2 separate regions of the Mus musculus genome follow, and region 2 is linked to region 1. The links are chromatin contacts, called in public HiChIP or PLAC-seq maps. All regions are on one chromosome and are shown on one strand. Each heading gives the region's core, a stretch centred on a gene start, on an enhancer-like site or on the middle of the called end of the contact. The rest is flanking DNA. Distances are from core to core; before and after follow the strand shown.

Region 1 (3,902 bases), core at 461-2,960:
ACTCTCCTGGTCTGTCAGAGAAAGAAGGGCTGTGCAGCTTTAAATCACAAGCCCTTCTCTCGCCTTTGTCAAATATCTTCTACTTTACAAGCCCTGAAAAGAAATAAAGAGGCTCTTTTGTTTGCTTTCCCCTTTTCGGAGGGTGACAGAAAATTGAAAGGGGCACAAATAAACCCGAAAGGAGAACAAACTGCCGGGAGGTGCGGGGCGCGCAGCAGCGCAGGGGCGCAGGGGCCGCGGGGCCCCTCGGTGCGGACGCCGGCCGCGGGTCACAGCGTCGGCGGTGCTGCCCGCTCCCTCAGCACCGCGCCCGAACCCCGGGCTCAGGCAGAAGTCGGGCGGCGGGGTGCCTCACGGGACGGAGAAGCGAGAGCGGCGCCCCTCAGCGGCCCGGCCGGCCGTCACTGCCGGCCGGGGTGGCTCGGGGACCCGGACGCGGACGCCGCGGAGCTCGTTGCAGACACCTTAAAGCAGCCTGAGTACGAGGGGCCGGCCGGCTAGCCGGCCGGCCGTCGGAGCCCCGAGCGGAGCGGTGGCCGAGCGGGGTTGAAGGGATCGCCACCACCCCACCTCGGACCGCGGGGCGCGGAGCAGCGCCAGAAGAAAGGACGCGAGCCGGGCAGTGCAGAGCGAGCGCCCCGGTCGGCATTGTCTGCGGCCCGCGCCCCCTCCCCCGCGCCGCACGCCCCAGCCCGAGCCCCGCGGCCACCCGCGCCTTTGTCCACGCCCGCCCCGCACACCCGCACTCAGCCTGCCGGACAGACGACCGGGACGCCGACACCCACCACCCCGCCACCGAGGGGCGCGTCCTTGCTGATTCATTTCCCACTCGCGCTAGCCCGTCCGGGGAGACGGGGGCGGGGACCAGCGGGAGGAAATGGGCGCTCCGCTCCGGGGACCGTCCGAGTCGCCCGCTGCTGCACCGCGCGCGCCCGACCCGAGGCGGCCCAGGGGATCGGAGGGGAGACCCTGCCCTCCCCCACCCCCGAGGGACAGGAGGACAGACCGAAGGACCGACGGCCCGCGGCAGCCCCGTGACTCACCGACTTGCAGGACGTTGTCTACGCAGCCACTCTCCAGCAGCGCGATACCCCGGCGGAAGGGCAGCCGCGTCTCGTCGCCGCCGTCCGCAGCGCTGGCCGCCCCCACCGACGGGGTCCCGGTGCCCGCGGCGACGGCGGCGGCGGCGGCTGAGGTGGCGGCCGGCGAGGATGAGGAGCCGCCGCGCCGCCGCGCCGCGCCCGTGCTGCCGCCCGCCGCCGCCGCCGCTGTCGTCGCCGGGGCCGCCCGCGGAGCCGCCGCCGGTGTTGAAGGACGAGTACATGCAGATCTCCCGCTCACTGCGGGGAAAGGACCAGTAGACGATGCGGCGCTGCACCGGCTCCGGGATGCGCTCGAAGCGCTCCTCCACGCGCTGGAACGGCCACTTCTCCGCCACCCTGCGCGCTGCGATGTCCAGCAGAGACTCGGGGCTTTGGGTCTTGCCCGGCGGCAGCAGCCCCAGTGCCGCGCCGCCCCCGCACGCCGCCGCCGCCGCCGCACCGCCCGCCCGCGGGCCGGGCCGACAGGCAGAGCTGTAGCCGCCACCCGCGCCGCCGCCGCTGCTGCCCCCACCACCGCCGCCGCCGCCGCCGCCGCCGCCCGGCCGGCAGCAGAGCCGTTTCGCGGGAGGAGGCTGCTGTCCGCGCTCCGCCATGACCGCGCCGCTTCTAACCCGACAGCGGAAGTGCCGGGACCCTATAAACGGCACAAGGAAGCGCGACACGCACACGCCGTGGCGACGCCACGCTGCCATCTAGGGCCCGCCGCTCCTTGTAGGGGCACGGGAGGTGTGGCCTAGGCCGTGACGACATCGCCGAGGAGGAGCGCCGATAGGGAGAACCTAGGGGAGGGGGCGGGGCCTATGCAAATCACTGGGCTGAAACATAAATAGAGCGCTCCGTGGACACGGGGGTGGCGGGGGCACCCGGGTTGGGTGCCCGGTGGGCTGTGAGAATGTCAGGCTGCTGTGACGCGGGAGGCGGGGCTCAGGCGGGGTTTCCGCGGGAGGGGTCGGGCCGTCTGCCAAGGGGAAGGGTGGGTGGGTCTCTGCGCCCCCTGTCTACTCAACTTAGCCCTCCAGCGCCCTGCCTCCTTTTGATGTCCGCCGAGCGTGGACGCTCCTCGTGGGTCGCCGCGGGGCGGGGAGGGGGGAGGGTTCCGGACTAAATGGAGGGCGGGCCGACTGCTCGATGCCCCACCCCCCAGTCAGCCGGCCCCGCGGGGAAAAGCCTCTGGGCGGAGGAGGCGCTTTCAAAACAAAGAAATGCTGCGTGAAGCCCCGGGGACGCGGCCGAGAGGAAGGCGGGGGAGGCGCGGCCCAGGCCGCCTGCTTTCCTTCCAACCCGGCGAAGCGAACTTCCCCCACCCTCGGCCGTGGCTGCGGCGCAGGGGGGAAAGGGAGGAGGGCTGAGCTCAGCCACTGTTTTCCACTTCACTTTTCGCCGACCCAGGTGGGGAAGGGGCGCGGCTGCCCCGCGTAACTGCAGCGCACCCAGCCCTGAGCCCCGGGTTCGCTCCGGCCCGGTGACACGCCAGGGAGCCGAGTCGATCGAGCGCCCGGACACGCGCAGCGCTCGGATGCTGCCCCGCAGCCGCTGGACGCGCGTCCCGAGCCGGCCGCGCCGCCCTGCCCCGCCCCGCCCTCGCACTCTTTCAGTCCTTCGGGCCAAGAAGCCGGCCCGCCCGGCTTCACCCCAGAGCCCCAGTCGCCCTCTGCCGCGACCTGCTGCAGACCCAGGGGGTCGGGCCGCTCACTTAGAGCGCACACACGGGCAGAGAGGATCGCGCAAACTCTCCAACGCGAGACGGTTGTCGCTCACGGCCGCCCGGTGGCGGACAACAGCCGCGGGCGCTCTGGAATCTGCGGCGGGGCTGAGACCTGGAGTCCTTGGCGCTCCGGACGCGCGCTGCGCTCCCTGCAGCATTGGCGGCGCCCGACCGGCGGGTCCTCCCCGCTGCAGGGCAGCAGGAGAGCGAGCAGCGCTGGGAGACGGTGCCCGGGCGCCAGCGGAGGCGGAGAAACGAGTCCCCGTCTGAACCGGGAACCCTGCGGACATTGTTCTTCGCACTCTGCAGAGCTTGGTTAGATCTCAGCCAAGCCGCAGGCTTAATGACCACGTTAGACACTCTGACTTCTTGCTCCACCTTCTGTTTTTACTGTAAACAGTGTTAGAGATACTGTCCTATTGTTGGAGATAAGCCCTAGCTCCTCTGACACTTTCGCATATTGGCTACTCCCCACTGCCTACCTGGTCTGAATTTAAAGCAACTACGCGCGTCGGCGTTGTAAAGAAAATTGCCCACTCAAAGCGAAGGCCGCCCGAGACATTGGACGTGATCCATGTCGGGCATCGGGAGCCCCAGGCTAGAAGTCCCTGGAGACAGGACGCTGGCAGACTTTCCATAGCTGCTTGTTAGGAAAATTTTGGTGACATGTTTTTGTATATTCATCCAGTATTTTTCTAGGCACCTCCTCGGTGCCTAGGAAAAAGCCGGACAGAAAACTGGAAGAGCTTTATGGGCAAGCGGAAGAGGAAGTCCCTTTCCTCCGGTTGTTTAATATCTATATCTCTTTAAGAAATAATTTTAAGAGACTTTAAAACTTAGAGTATCGGAGCAGAAAGAAGGGTGAGCCCTAGTCTGTCCTCAAAAAGTCACGACAAAAGCGTGTGCAGTACAGGTCGCTGAACATTTCCACCCGTGTACACGGGTCTCTGAATTAGAAAGTTAAAAAGGACAGAACTGATGTCCTCGGACAGAATTAATGACTCATTCAGGGTCAGATGCGGTGTTGGTGGGAGGGATTAATTTCCGTTACCGGAAAATACATACCTTTAGAGGGGGCTAACATTTAAAGAATT
Region 2 (3,902 bases), core at 554-3,053, 320 kb after region 1:
TACCCGATACACACAGACTTCCTCTTAGCCTGCCATTTCAGCACTGGGGAGAAGGGGACAGGAGGGATATATGTTTGAGGATAGCCTGGGTTACTATCAGAAGTTTTATTCCCAGCCTCTGCTGCATAGTGAATCTCAAAAACACGAGATGCAAAAGGCTCCTTTCACAGAGGCCTTCAACAATGAAGCTTCCCCCTCCCATCCCCCCTCAAAAATCCCCATGCCCTTCCCCTTCCCGTGGTGCTTGTCAGGACCTGAACACATTTTTTTTTTCCTGACCTGGTTATGTATTAACTTTATTGTAAGCTCTGGTTAGACTGAAAGTTCCCTCCCTGAAAAGACAGAACATTTTTAGTTTGTTTTGGTTGTCTGCTGGATCTTTAGATCCTGGGGTGGGGTGGGGTGGGGTGGGGGTAACAGCATTAAATAGGTCTTAAATCTAATTAAATGAATCTAATTAGGCTCTTGCATGTTTGAAATTTTATACAGACAGAAACAGTGACAGGCATGTGACAATTGTCTCTAATTTTTAAGGCGTTTCCAAATCTACCAAACAACTTATTTGTAACATGAAAGAAGAGCATAAACAAGGATTCATTAGTTTGTTTTTTGATTGATGTAAAGCACTGAGCTCAGGAACTTGCACAAGCCGGGCAAGCCCTCTACCACCAAGTTACATCTCCAGTAGAAGATATCTTCAGCGTCTTAATTTGCATTTGAACTTCTGTCCTTTGGGAGTTGCTGTCTCCTTGACTATTCAGTGGGAGTGCCCAGAGTTTTAGGTAGACACTGAAACCTTATTTTCAATGTTCTAGGGTTGGGTCATGGAAGGCTGTCTTGCTTGCTTGTTTTTGCTTTCCCTATGCAAGGTCTCTACTTGTCAAGAGACTTCTTACCCTGATTCTAGGCTAGGAACTCTAGAGCAAGCAGAGCCCATGTGGTGAGGCAGTCCGCACAGGGAAGGCAAACTCTCGGGAGTGTAGGAGGGGGATGGAGGATAGGGGATGTTCTAGTTGAAAGATCAATTCTAGTTTTAGGTTTTGCTATAGAAGCAGATACCTCTAGACTTACATTTTGCCTTCCTGTGCTTGATTTAGAAATCGTTACAGTGTTTATTATGATCATAACTAAACACAGGACTAGCTCATTAAAAAAAAAAAAAAGTCCAGTGCACAAGCACAGGCCTACATTCATCCAGTTCAGCAATTCCAATCCATCAATCAGTGAAGGAGACGGGAGTTTGCTAGACTCTGTTCCTTGTTCTGATCACCATAAAAAAAAGTTGCATACAGTCTGTTCTTCATTGCACTAAAAGCCTCCCCGCGCCTCCTATTTTTCAACAATTCATTCTTAATAATTAAAAGGGATCGAGCTGCCAAAATCTGGCTTGGGCATCTTTACTGGTCTGGTCTCCATTTTAGAGACCTATTTCTCCTTCATCCCTTCTTCCCTCCAGCCGCGCCCTCCCTCGACCGGTCCTGTAATCCATTAGAGTCAAGCAGGACGACAATTCCCATAGTATTTTGGTTAAGCATGCGGATGAATCCAGATGTTGGTATTCACTCTCAGAAAGAAAGGGCACCAGTAGAGCGGACGGGAACCGGCCCCCTACTGCACCCTGGGTTGCTCGGGGCCAGGCTCTACCCGCGGCGAGGGCGGCAGCGGGAGAGGCTGGCATGACACCCCACCCCTCGGCGTCACCTGGCGGCGACGGGCAGGCGGGCCGGGGGGCGGTCCCGGGTGACGCGCGGGGCTGGGAGAGCCGGCAGGTGCCACCCTACCGCCTCCGCCCCTCGCAGCCTGGTCCGCAGCCCCGGCAGCAGGGGCCGCTGTGAGAGCTGCGCTCGCACTGCCCGCCGCCGCCCTCGGCTCCCGCGCGCGCTGCTCGCCCCTCGGCGCGGTGAGTGCGGGGCTGCGGGCCCCAGCAGACTGGGCGAGGCTTTCGGGGGTGGCGCGGAGGGCTGCGGGGGAAGGACGCGCGAGCCGAAGGGGTCGAGCCCCTGGGGGTCGCACGGGAAAGGAAGCGGCGTGGGGCCGGGCAGGGCCTCCCTCCTGGCGGTGCTGCTCGCTGGTCGGGCGCGCCGCGCTCACCTGTGCCTCCCGGAGCCCTGGAGCCCTGTACCCCTAGGGAAGATCGGGGCCCTCCGGGGCATGGGGTGCTGAGCTGCTGCGGTTGAGACTCAAGGAGGGAAGGTCTTGCTCGACCTTGGACCGCGGAGGTCACTTTCTCGGCTCCGGGTCCTGGCTTCCCAGACTCCTCTTCACAAACCAGCTATCCCTTCTTCCTGCTTCTGGGTGCGTCCCGCCTGCCCGAGGGAACTCAGGGCGCTGTCTCTTTGGCTCCGGGAACAGCATCCCGTCCCGGTGACTGCTGCGGGCCAGGGAGGGAGGATGAGTCCACGGCTGTGGAACAGGTCGTTCTGGAGACGGAGTGGCAACTCCTGTCATTTATCGCCTAGGTGTCTTGTGGTGTGAAGTGGGCCTTTCTTTCTTATCAGCCCTCGCTGATTCAAACTTACCGGATTCAGAGGAGCGCCTTTGGGGACTAACTGGAACTCGGGGTGGGAGCGGTCCGGCTGGCAGCAAGGCACAAAAGTCCCACTCCCACTGAACAATAGTTTCAGAGACCCGGCGATTGCCTACTGAACTCCCTCCTGTCCCTGAAGCTGCCCATGAGCGTTTTCTCTCAGCTCCGAGCTCCCAAGTCATCTTTTCTTCCACTCACTCCTGTTTTGCGTTTCTTGTATAAAACTCATCCTCTTTAGTGACTGCCGCCGCCGCCGTACTTTGCGCTTGTGGTTTACAATTTGCAGTTTTTGTTCGGGGGAAATTGTTCTCCCCAAGGTCATCGAGGACTAGGTTTAAAAAAAATCCCTTTCCCTTTACCCCATAGCAGATGCTTATCCAGTGCTGTGTGCCTGACACTGAGAGCTTAACCCTGTCAGTCTTCAAGTAGATATTGTTTTCAGTTTGGGGCTTGGCTTCCAGCCAGCCAGGAGCTCTTGGCCACTCTGCTAGTCTGATGAACCCAGAGTTCTTGGTTCTTACTGCTACTAAGCACTATGCAGGTTCAAGCATCAGGCCCGGGACACTTAATCTCTGGCCCCTTTTCCTCCTTGTTTGTTTTTTACTGTAGCAGCTAAAGCTGATATCAGTCTCTTGATCCCTCTTCTTGTCTCCCTGCTACGGGGTGTGAACCACACGTGCCCAGCCCTTTATAAGATAGATATCTTTAAAAGATAAAAAATTAGATTGACAGGTTGACTTCCTAAAACCTCATTTTTCAAGTCTACTTAACTTCAATTACAATCCAGGGGCCCTGTGTATTCAGTTGAGTCTAATATCTTTGAGGAGACGTTATAATACTCCGTTTCTGTGCCCCAGGCCTTCCCAACGCTCCCGTAGAAGATGGTTTCCGCCACCATTAACCTAGTCACCAAGATGCAAAATCTCAGCCATCCCGCCTCCTGCTACCACTCCCTAACCCCAATTATGGATTTATCCAGCTCTCTCCAGATCTCTCCTGCCTTTGTCAGTCTCAGCCTGCACCCCTCCCATCGCTCTTCACCACACTTCCTCTTTCCCAAAGCGAACACATACTATCACTCATCATACCCACCTTTCTTTTCCCTCTTATTTATTTTGAGACAAGGTCTCGTGTATTCCAGGCTGGCTTCGAACTCTCTGTGTAGCCTCGGATGACCTTAAACTTCAGATCCTCCTGCCTCTAACCTCTGAATTGCTGGGATTATAAGCATGTGCCACCATTTCCAGTATTATTCAGTGCTGGAGAGGGAAACCGGAGGCTTTATGCCTGCTAGATAAGCATCGAACCAAACTGAGCCCCATCCTCAGTCAATACACATTTTGATTATCTTCTTTAGTAAGTGTTTGCTTTCTTC

What was found. HiChIP or PLAC-seq counts read pairs in DNA pulled down with a chosen protein or histone mark.
Region 2: a contact with region 1 is called in an HNF4G HiChIP or PLAC-seq map of pancreatic cancer cells. The contact joins the promoter of Elovl7 here to the promoter of Zswim6 in region 1. A contact is called at or near these places in 3 of 484 Hi-C or Micro-C datasets (all in embryonic stem cells) and 2 of 115 datasets of contacts at active chromatin or transcription factors (memory CD8 T cells and pancreatic cancer cells).

The regions. Positions count from the first base shown.
Region 1 is chr13:107,888,354-107,892,255 of GRCm38.p6, forward strand. Zswim6 (zinc finger SWIM-type containing 6) reads right to left here and starts at 1,711. Exons shown (of 18, transcript NM_145456.3): 1 at 1,251-1,711; 2 at 1,241-1,249; 3 at 1,233-1,238; 4 at 1,228-1,230; 5 at 1,044-1,225. The coding sequence starts at 1,696.
Region 2 is chr13:108,212,601-108,216,502 of GRCm38.p6, forward strand. Elovl7 (ELOVL family member 7, elongation of long chain fatty acids (yeast)) reads left to right here and starts at 1,804. Exons shown (of 8, transcript NM_029001.5): 1 at 1,804-1,900.